Regions from separate parts of the Bos taurus genome. Here region 1 is linked to region 2. Evidence: chromatin contacts called from public Hi-C data. All regions are on one chromosome and are shown on one strand. The core of a region is the stretch at or near the end of the contact, and the rest is flanking DNA. Distances in the headings are between cores, read along the strand shown. Region 1 overlaps TRDN (triadin). Region 2 holds the start of TRDN (triadin).

Evidence for each region. A called contact is a pair of places that touch in the nucleus more often than the background predicts.
Region 1: a contact with region 2 is called in a Hi-C map of skeletal muscle, with 6 times the contacts expected there. The contact joins the enhancer-like site here to the promoter of TRDN in region 2. A contact is called at or near these places in 2 of 11 Hi-C or Micro-C datasets (liver and skeletal muscle).

Annotation. Positions count from the first base shown.
Region 1 is chr9:27,941,277-27,947,383 of ARS-UCD2.0, reverse strand. All of the region lies in intron 12 of TRDN (triadin), which reads right to left. Among named protein-coding and RNA genes, the nearest start is that of TRDN, 240 kb to the right of the region's middle. Within about 2 kb of position 4,598, at least 4 of the 102 cell types and tissues checked have an H3K27ac peak or open chromatin away from gene starts, as enhancers often do. A contact at or near this core is called in skeletal muscle, where this site is marked.
Region 2 is chr9:27,698,193-27,703,728 of ARS-UCD2.0, reverse strand. TRDN (triadin) reads right to left here and starts at 2,556. Exons shown (of 42, transcript XM_059890133.1): 1 at 2,323-2,556. The coding sequence starts at 2,344.

The sequences.
Region 1 (6,107 bases), core at 3,349-5,848, 240 kb before region 2:
CAAGGTTAACATTAAGGTTACAAGATCCTTTTTATTCAAAGTTTTTAAAAATTCTAGAGACCACTGAAGCATGATTAAAATGCAGAGTAAGTACTATATAAGAAATCACTCTACAGGATCCACAGACGTACCTGAAAAATATGTGAGTTCGAGAATAAAAATGTTCACAGTGCTCTGGTACTCTGAAGTTCATTGTTTACGGGAGGTTTTCCATGGACATATATTGAAGATTAGCAAGTAGTTGATGATGTGCTGAGATTATTTAACAATTAGTGAATGTATATGCAAATATCAGCTTTCCTTAAGTCTCAGAAAAATGAATCCTTGAGCCCATATGTTGTGAAGATGAGTTTTGGCCAAATAGGAAATAAGAAAGTATACATGTAAATTCCACTTTAGTACACATGTATATATTGGGGGAAAAGCCAACATAAACAAATTCAGTAATTTGTATAATAATTGTGTCAAAATTCCTCCCTATAAGGATCCTGTTTCCAACTAATAATGCAAGAATCTTTTGATTATTGTTGAAAAATCAGTACCTCGGGATATCATTAATACTGATAACATTTTTCTATGGAAACTATAATAACAATAATATAATTTTAAACATCATGCCAGTTTTACATATGTCTACATGGTAGCTTAGTCAGAGAAGAATCTGTCTGCAATGCAAGAGACTTGTGTTTGATCCTTGATTTGGGAAGATCTCCTGGAGACGGAAATGGAAACTCACTCCAGGATTCTTGTCTGGGAAATCACATGGACAGAGGAGCCTGGTGGGCTACAGTCTCCAAGGTCACAAGAGTCAGACTTGACTTAGCAACTAAACTACCAACATACAAGAAGCAAAGTTATATGAAGTTCCTTTTTTTAGTAGTTACATGACTAAGAAGTAAAACTGGAGAATTTTAATATTTATGGAGTTCTTTTTCATTCATTCACTTAGCAAATATCTATTGAATGTGTACTCTGTGCCAGATGCCATTCTAGGCTCTGGAAACACATTGTTTAAACTCCCAGAAACTTGTTCTTCTCAGTAAAGCACATATTTGTTGGACATACCAGAACAGTGCTTGCTACAAAGAAAATGTTTACTCAAATGCTTATTGACTGATCGGACTAAATCATCTTTCAGTTCAGTTCAGTTGCTTAGTTGTGTCCAACTCTGCAATCACATAAATTGCAGCACGCCAGGCCTCCCTGTCCATCACCAATTCCTGGAGTTCACTCAGACTCACGTCCATCGAGTCAGTGATGCCATCCAGCCATCTCATCCTCTGTTGTCCCCTTCTCCTCCTGCCCCCAATCCCTCCCAGCATCAGAGTCTTCTCCAATGAGTCAACTCTTCCCATGAGGTGGCCAAAGTACTGGAGTTTCAGCTTTAGCATCATTCCTTCCAAAGAACACCCAGGACTGATCTCCTTTGGAATGGACTGGTTGGATCTCCTTGCAGTCCAAGGGACTCTCAAGAGTCTTCTCCAACACCACAGTTCAAAAGCAACAATTCTTCAGCGCTTAGCTTTCTTCACAGCCCAACTCTCACAATCCATACTTTAGAAGCTACTAATTTTTTTCATACAAACTTTTCCATGATATAATTTGACCTTCAGAATATTAAGCAGAATAAATAAAACTCATAATAGTGATAAATGTAGGAACTATTAATATGTATTGACTGCTTATAATACGCCAGATACTGCACTAGGTATCTGACCTACGTTTTCTCATTTAATCTTCAGAAAACTCTCATGACATGACAACTGTTATTGTCTTTCCAGATGAGGAAACTAAGTTTTATCCGCAAGATAGTAGGTGACTGAGCCAAGCCTCAAACCCGGAACCTTGAGTCCACAGCCCTTGACATAAACATCAGTTCAGTTCAGTAGCTCAGTCATGTCTGACTCTTTGCGACCCCATGAACTGCAGCACACCAGGCCTCCCTGTCCATCACCAACTCCCGGAGTTCACTCAGATTCACGTTCATCAAGTCAGTGATACCATCCAGCCATCTCATCCTCTGTCGCCCCCTTCTCCTCCTGCCCCCAATCCCTCCCAGCATCAGAGGCTTTTCCAATGAGTCAACTCTTCACATGAGGTGGCCAAAGTACTGGAGTTTCAGCTTTAGCATCACTCCTTCCAAAGAAATCCCAGGGCTGATCTCCTTCAGAATGGATTGGTTGGATCTCCTTGCAGTCCAAGGGACTCTCAAGAGTCTTCTCCAACACCACAGTTCAAAAGCAACAATTCTTCGGTGCTCAGCTTTCTTCGCAGTCCAACTCTCGCATCCATACATGACCACTGGAAAAACCATAGCCTTGACTAGACGGACCTTTGTTGGCAAAGTAATGTCTCTGCTTTTCAATATGCTATCTAGGTTGGTCATGTGACACGAAAACATAGCTATTTCTTTCCTATAAATTTATTTACATTTATTAGGTGCTGCTGCTGCTGCTAAGTTGCTTCAGTCGTGTTAGGTGAACACTATGTAGAAGAAATCTGAGTGCTAGACAAATAAACACACTCCAACAATAGCCACTACACCAAATAGAATATGATGTAGTCTCTCTGTGGCTTCAAGAGAATTATAGTCATATACATATGAAAGATGGTACTTCACTGATGACTATACATTAGACTCATTTCAACTGAGTAACAATTTGCCTAATACCCCTTGTGTGAATGGAATTACATATATAGACACAAATAAATGTCAGACTAAACTAATGTACTCAATAGTTGTATATGTATCAATAGAAACATTTACCTAGGGTGATGACTATTATTGGAAGCTTCATTAGTTACCCTTAGGCCTGAATACTTTCATTTTTGCAAATACTCTAAGACTGATGCTTAAAAAAAAAGAAAGAAAAAAAAAAAACCAAGGCTGATGTTCATAAGTGTGGCCATCAGATGGCACTACTTTTCCTTTTCTGAAGAGAAGAATTTTGCACGCAAAATTCAGTGACTAGCGGTCACTAGAGGCAAGAGAACAGAGCAGGAGGCAAATTAAAAGAAAAAAAAAACATTTCTCGTGAACAGGGGACTTGAGGAATGTGTTTATCATTCCTATTTTTTTTTTCACTTTTTAATTGCTTAAATTGATTTGTACTCAGACCTTTTGAAAGCTCCCCATTTGACTGGAAGGGCTTCCCTGATAGCTCAGTTGGTAAAGAATCTGCCTGCAGTACAGGAGATCCCGGTTCAATTCCTGGGTTGGGAAGATCCCCAGAAGAAGGGAAAGGCTATCCACTCCAGTATTCTGGCCTAGAGAATTTCATGGACTGTATAGTCCATGGGGTCCCAAAGAGTCGGACACGACTGAGCGACTTTCACTCTCACTTTTCATTTGACTGGGGATTAAAAATCCTTACAATCCACATCTCCACAACTTGATGATCTTACCTCTGCACTCCCTCCTTGCTCACACCATTCCAGCTGCACTGCATCTTTTACTGTCCCCTGTGCTCTGGGACATTTTCATTTACTCTTTCTTTCACATGGAATGTTTTCCACTGCCTTGTGCTCAGCTCACTCTCTCACATCATTCAAATCTCTCTTCTGATAGCAGCCCTTGGAAAGGCATTCCCAGATGACCCTGCAGGAAACAGCACCTTCCTCACTCTCTATGCCCTGAGCCTTGTAATTCTTCCTAGCACTTATCAACTGAACGTGTTATGTTACATACCAGACATTAAAAACAGACATTTATTGTCTGTTTCCTTTACTAGACTGGAAAGTTCTATAAGGGCAAGAGCTTGGTCTTTTTACCATTATTTCCCAGCACCTAGAAGACTGACTCTCATGGTAAAACTCAATAAGTGAAAAGATCAATGAAAGAATGAATGAACAAACATCTAGGAAGAATTAGAAAATTACTAAATCAACACAAATCATCTGTCAAGAGTACAGATTTGCCTTGCACCAATGCCATTCACAGGTTGACATTTCCTTTGATACTTGTTTCATAAGATTATTACAGCATGATCTCTCAAAATTTGAGAGTTTTTAAATTAACATGAGGTAAGCATGTTAAGTATACATTTAAATGATAGTATTATTGTCCTAAACTCCTATATCTGAAATTGCGGTTTTATTTTTACACATTTTTCAGATATTAATTTTTTGACCCCCATCACCAGCACCACAGAATGCAATTTGATTTTATTTTCAGCTGAGACAGGAATGGCTATCTTTAGGGATGAAAATTATTCTTTATATGCTAATCCACGAAGGCCAGGAGGAGCAGTGTATATAAATAGCACTGTATGAGGAGTTATTTTTGTGATTGTTTTGAAGATCGGAAATATGGTCATAGGGGCTCTCTTAATGTCTATATAAAGCAGAACCGAAAGGTCAACCAATGGGAAGACAGAAGATTTTTTTCCCTCATTCCCCCATGTATCTTTGCCCTTTTGTACTGTAAATTGCATAGGCTGGCATTTAAATGCACAATGTCAAAGGCAAAGCACTTGCCTTCAACCTATGCTAAAGGACAGCTGGCAAGGGGCAGAAAGAAAAATACTGCCAAAGGCTCTCCAAGCTGAACTGCCTATTGCACATAGCACCTCTCCAGTTTCTCATATTACAGTATTTGCCCTGTGGAAAAAGAAGTAGCCGCCAGAGGAGTGACTTTTTTTTCCAACAGAGCAACAGCTATATTCCACTTCCGAGACCAATAACCCCTCCTGGCCGCCTCTGTTAAGCAAAGACACCAGGGATGATGATCTGAACCATTTCAGCCCTTAAATCACGTTTGTAACAGTGGCTATTTTTGTCCAAGGCTATTTCTACATTTTGCTTATTTGGCTCTCACAAGTAAAATTACATCCAGGACTGGGTAGGTGTAATGCACAAATGCAAGTAGAATTCAGACACTAATAAGGACATGCTGTAATAATTTTGACCAGAGGCAGCTTGTCATAATGGGGAGGGTAAGTGTGACAGTTATATCCCTGGTTTAGGAATATGAGCCAGCTGGCAAGGAAGGGTGGATGTTCACACTATTGTCCTCCAGCAACTCAGTAGGAAAGAGACTAAAAAAATCAATTTCTGCTCTCATCATCAAATACGTCTTCAGCTGTTGTTCCACATATTGTGTGTGTTCTGTGTGGGTGGTCAAACCAAACCTGACGGACAAGATATTTAATCAAGGTGTTGCTAAATACAGTCATAGTCAGTTCAGTTCAGTTCAGTTGCTCAGTCGTGTCCGACTCTTTGCGACCCCATGGACCACAGCATGCCAGGCCTCCCTGTCCATCACCAATTCCCAGAGTCCACCCAAACCCATGTCCATTGAGTCAGTGATGCCATCCAACCATCTCATCCTCTGTCGTCCCCTTCTCCTCCAACCCTCAATCTTTCCCAGCATCAGGGTCTTTTCAAATGAGTCAGCTCTTTGCATCAGGTGGCCAAAGTACTGGAGTTTCAGCTTCAACATCAGTCCTACCAATGAATATTCAGGACTGAGTTCCTTTAGGATGGACTGGTTGGATCTCCTTGCAGTCCAAGGAACTCTCAAGGGTCTTCTCCAACACCACAGTTCAAAAGCATCAATTCTTCAGCGCTCAGCTTTCTTTATAGTCCAACTTTCACAACCATACATTACTACTGGAAAAACCATAGCCTTGACTAGACAGACCTTTGTTGGCAAAGTAATGTCTCTGCTTTTAAATATGCTATCTAGGTTGGTCATAACTTTCCTTCCAAGGAGTAAGTGTCTTTTAATTTCATGGCTGAAATCACCATCTGCAGTGATTTGGGAGCCCAGAAAAATAAAGTCAGCCACTGTTTCCAATGTTTCCCCACCTATTCATAAAGTTTTTAAAGAGTGTTTAGGTTTAGAAAGAGAAATTAAGGATCATCTACTCAAGTTTTTAACTTTTCCTTTTTCTTGCTCCAAGGTAAACGATGACGATGACATTCTTCCAACACCAACACTGGTACTCTAAAAGCAGTGATGGTCAAAGAGAACACCACTTCACACATGCCCAACTTCCACGGAGGTGCCATCTGAAATCTCATGTAGTTTGACACAGTGTCCTCTCCCAAGATACTCGTTTCCCCTGGCCTGACCCCCAACCTCAATAGAGAGCCACTGATACCAT
Region 2 (5,536 bases), core at 1,307-3,806:
ACTTTGTGATCAGTGGATGGCAAAAATAATCAGTAGATGTCCAAGACTACTAATGAAGTGCTTACATTTCAATAATGTGTCCAAAGTGGCGGCAAAAGAACTATAACAGATGAGAGGAAAGACTATTTCAGGTTGATGGAACAACCTGTACCAAGGCTCTGGCACAAAAGTACACCTTTTATAAAAGACTGAAGGAAGGCTACTGTAGCTGGGGCACAAAAAGTGAGAATCATGAAGACAAAATAAAAGGAGTGTAGTACAGCAGCAGGCAAGACGCTTTGGATGGCCACAGAGAATGACTGTGCCACTCACCTTAAAAGGTAAGCTCATCTGAGTTGTCAGTCTAATTATCAGTTGAGAAATATGGTTAATAAGGCATTCCAGAAAAGGAAAAAAGTACATAACTAATCCCTGAAGTTGAAATGACAAAGATCCTATGAACAGTTAAAGCCGGAGTACAGGAAATGTCCATCATCTAGGACCTAGATGGTATTTTTATATTTTTAATTCATTATTAATCCAATGATTTTTTACAGGTGACAAGAGGTCTTCTAAGAACCCCTTAAATTCTCCACGGGGAGAAGACAGAAACATAAGTTCTATTTTATAATCAGGAATTTTCCTATAAAAATGTTTATTAATCAAGAGCAAAAGGCCTACAGAGCATAATTCACAGGCCAGCAAAAAATGTTTCGGCCGAGTGCCCCTGAATCAGTTGGCCCGTTCACAACCCATACAGAGCAAGGGAAACATATTCACAGGTATTTAACAACTTGTGCAAGGCTAAATGAGACATTTCTATAGATGGATGTCTTGAAGACAATCTAAAGGTCACATGATGCAGAATATCTAAGGAATACGAAAAAATGCTATTTATATTGAGCTAGCAAATTCTGAACTAAAATTGGTAAAGAGTAAATTTGATACTTCGTAGAGAAATGAAAAAACATGAACTAGATTTAAGGGAGCTGACTTCTAATCTTGGCAATGCTATGGTTTTCAGCAAGTCTCCAAACATTTGAGTTACAGTTTCTCTGTCTGAAAAATGGAGATAATAATGCCAACTTAATTGAGTTGTGTGAGGTACAAATAAGTACATAAAGTCCGGAGCAAAACGCCTGATACATAGAAATCTCTCAGTAATTACTTCTATTAATTTGGGGTGCTAGACTAAATTTGTTAGTGGAAGGTGAAAGTAAGACAATTCTCCTTATAAATACTGACTGCAAGTCTTAAACTCTGTAATCACTCTGTGCCCATACTAATGTCTGCCCAAAGATCTAAAACCACACATTCTCTTTTTCAGTTGTCTGATGGAAAACAAACCAGCTCAGCATTAGACTTGGAAGCTGTGAAGAGCACCACCTGTCTGATTTTTGCTTACAGCTGTCAGAAGCAAATTTTAGACACACCTCCCGAATTTTTACCCCAGCTAGAACTGGATTGTGTCTGTATTCAAAATGCTTTAGGCTGTTTTAAAGAATCTTTTATATATTTATAATATATATATATTATATATATACATGTATACATATATTTTGCATACATTCTATTTGAGTGAAATGATTGCTATCATGGTTGAATAATAAAGAGGTTCTTTTCAGAATAAGCATTAAAACAGAAAATATTGACTTTCATATAGAATTTATCACATAGAGGTAAAAGACATGAGTATATGAAAAGAATCAGAAGCAAAAGCTTAATTATTTTATTTTTAAAATCATACTGATCTACAGTGATTTTGTGTAATTCCAAACCTTTTCTCTGAATACCCACCCACATATACACATTTTTTAGGTATATAAATCTTATATATGTGGTGTGCATATTTATATACTTGAGTTAGAAAGGATAAACAAATTTAAGATCTCCAAGTTGACATATCATAAAGTAAAAATGGTCAAAATCAATTTTCTAAGTTTAAACATTAAGTGCAACATTTTAAGTTCATTGTGGTCTCTAGCCCTGCACCCAAACCTTGTCATTTTTGCTAGGTAAGATATTGGCCCTAACATTATATGACCATAGCTATTTATAGAGGTGTGGGTGATAACTGTTAACTAGTGGGAACTTTGGCATCACAGAGAACAGTTTCCACATGCAAAATTTCACAGAAATCTCTTTTTACTCCCCAACATAGAGACCTGCCAGTTTGGGAGACTTCTCAGCTCCCAAACCCACTTCTCTGATCCCATATAGAATCACTGATCAAGATAACTCTAAAAGCAACATTCTAAGAGGGCACATTGACCATCAATGGGACTGTCAATTTCTACCTTTTTTTACCCTGTAGTTGATGTTATTGGAAAATGCTAGCAATACCTTCAGCCGTGATCTCAGTCATGGTGGTTGGAGAAAGAAAAAGGCAGGCAAGAATTCCGGTCAAGTGGCACTTTGCAGAATACTTTAGGACTGGAGAACTCTGATAGGGGGCTCTGTGTGAAAGCGTGAGGTCTCTTCCTTTTCCTGGCTGTTCCTGCTGCTCTTTTGTTGTCCTGTGGAACTTTGTCTCTTCTCTGCAGAGTTCTCCCCCTGGAAACAACCTGAGCCCTTTCCAGGCAGCACTTGTGGCTCAGGCAGAAGTATCAGCTTCGAATAAAAATAGCTTCATCTCCCTAGGACTCTTCAGCACTTTTTTTTTTTTTTGGCACTCTAGATGAACACACACACACACAAACACACACACACACACCAGTTCACTAGTCCCAAAGAGAGACAGGCCAAAAAAAAAAAAAAAGGCAAAGGAACCAAAAGTATTGCCTAAGCCCCCGCAGTTTCCCTAAGATAATTACGGATTTGGGGATCTATGTCAGAAAACATAAAATAAAGAGTTGGAAGTAATCTTATCCGTAATAGCTCAGATTTATTCTTAGTGCCCTTAATGCTCAGAACATTCCTCATTCCCTTATTTGGTGTGGGGAGGGTCCTGTAATGTCTACCAGGAGCAAAGGGGAGGGTAGTCTTGTCATTTTCTCCAAGTTGTTTCCTTATTGGTCTAAATCCACTTAGCAAAAGCAGTTATTTATATAGCGCTACACTTGAAGTTGCAACCATTAAATCCTGAAGGTTTCTTGTAGGAGATTAAGATTTTCCAAACACAGGCCAATAAGAAATATGTAATGAAAAGTTGTATTGACACTTGAGAACTGATGAATTACTAGATTTTTCATTCTTTTCAATACTTTCATGAAAACAAAATACCTGAATTTATCTATGCAATAAAAGAAAGGAAAGGTGGTATAAAGTTTAGAAGTCCACAGCTCATATTTTAATAAAAGATTTCAACTTTTCTCTACCTCAACTTCAAAAAAAATAAAATATAAAGGATCATAGCAGCCAACAATTAGCCAAATTGGCTGATTAGCATTTCACCTTCCCACTACTAGACAGGTGTTAATGAGCAGAGAAATATTCAATAGCTGGCAGTTAGAAGGAGAAGGAGAATCAAAGGGCATTGATAATCATACACTCTAGCCAATCTGTGAATAATCAGAGGTTGGCTACACTTATCTTTTATTTTATTCTCACATTCAACCTAACGAATGCTTGCGGTTTAAACTCTTAGCCTTAACTTGTTGCCTTTGGTTGCCAGAACCTCTTGAATTTGCATGGTACTTCAGAGATCAGAAAGCAAAGTCACACATGTTCTTTAATATCAGAAGTGCTACAACAGCTGTATCCTTTGCCTCCATGTTGGCAGCTCTGTATTTGTTGCCTTAATTCCTACAAAAGAAAGTGTTCATATACCAGCTGAATAAATGAGTTAGGGAGTAAGCAATCTTAATTCACAAAAGAGGAAATAATTCCAGGTAACACTCATGATTTATACAAAATTCTACATCTAGGGTTAGGCTTGAGGCTTTTGACTTCAAGTCTGATCTTTCTGAAGAGGCAGGACTTATGGCTTACAATACCATTTGCAGGTACAGGGAGCCACAACAAATTAGGTCTGCCAGTGGATGGAACGGCTCTGCTGGTGGCTCAGTGGTAAAGAAACCACCTGACGGTGCAGGAGACATGGGTTTGATCCCTGGGTTGGGAAGATACCCTGGAGGAGGAAACAGCAACCCACTCCAGTATTCTTGCCTGGGAAATCCCATGGACAGGGGAGCCTGGCAGGCTACAGTCCATGGGGTCACAAAAGAGTCGGACAAGACTTAGTTAGTAAACAACAACAACAACAACAAAAATGGATGGGAAGATGCGAACTCCTCCCAGCACTTCTGTAGAACACCGGGTTAGTGTCTATCTTCTTCAGTGGGGAGGAGGTAGCCTAAAAGCAGAGCCCTCCTCACTTTGCCCCCAAAGGCATCTCCATTATCACAATGCTGCTTCTAACTTGAAGAAAGCATCGTGCTTTGAATTTCCATTTGTCAATCACTTTTGTAGTCTTTCACTGTAGTTAACTGATAAAATAGTAATTCCTTATGTAACTCATTAAGAATTTACATTAAAATGTTCAAACAAGACTATAGTGCAAGATCAGTGATTGATGTTACTCTTAAATTTGCTGTCACTAATTTCATGTCATACTAGAAACAAAAAGAAGAGTAAAAATACTCTAGCTAAACATGCTTACAGGGTAATAAGGTTTTTTAACCCATTTATTGGAAGAGTTGATGAATTTTCTTAGAATATTAACATGAGAACTCAGTATATTTCTCACTTTGAAAAGTTACTAGAACTTTTTCCACTTATTTGAAACCCAATTCATAAAATATGTCTTTGAGTTTCAAATGGAACTCAGAAAAGCTTTCCAAAACAAAGCAACTGACATTCTTCTAAAGGTACACATCTCATTCTTCAGGACATTCAAAGAACAAAATATTACAAACAATACATTTGCTTTTCTTCATTTTTTTTTCTCATTTTTAACAAGTATTCGCTTTAACGGGATCTCACCAATTTACTGGGATCTTTCAACATGACCTAAATGTGAGGATTCTCGCTTCTTTCAGTGATAGCTTCTGATGTACTTTCACATTTTTCATTACTGTAGGATCAGCACAAATAAGCTTATTTTGGTTTTGCATACAAGCACACTTCTTCCTATATGCATTATTAACTGATCTGGTCTTCAATAAGTCAGTGGCAAACCATGAAAAGTTTTTTCTCCTAGAAAATGCTTCATTTAGTCCAAGCTGCATCTCCAACCTGATTATACTGATTATTACCCCTTGTGATTTTCACTAGATATTCTCAATATTCAAGTTAGCAGCCAAAAATATTCATTCTTAGAGCATTAAAAAAAATCTAGCTGCTCTGTCAGCTGTTATCATAAACTAACAATCGGTAAGACATACTCTGTAATTGACTCTGAGCTAGATATTTTCATCTATGCTGAATTTTAGAATATAAAAAAGAGTCAGAAGGCAAAGAGAGATTTTTTTTATGACTTTTGGTTTCCGCCAAAAAAAAAATCAAAAAACAATTTCATTTTTAAAAATTAATTATTTAAAGATCATACTACATTGCCTTGTTCAGTAGTGAATAGAGATATAAATGGAAGTAAGTAGCTAGTTATCATCAGTCACCT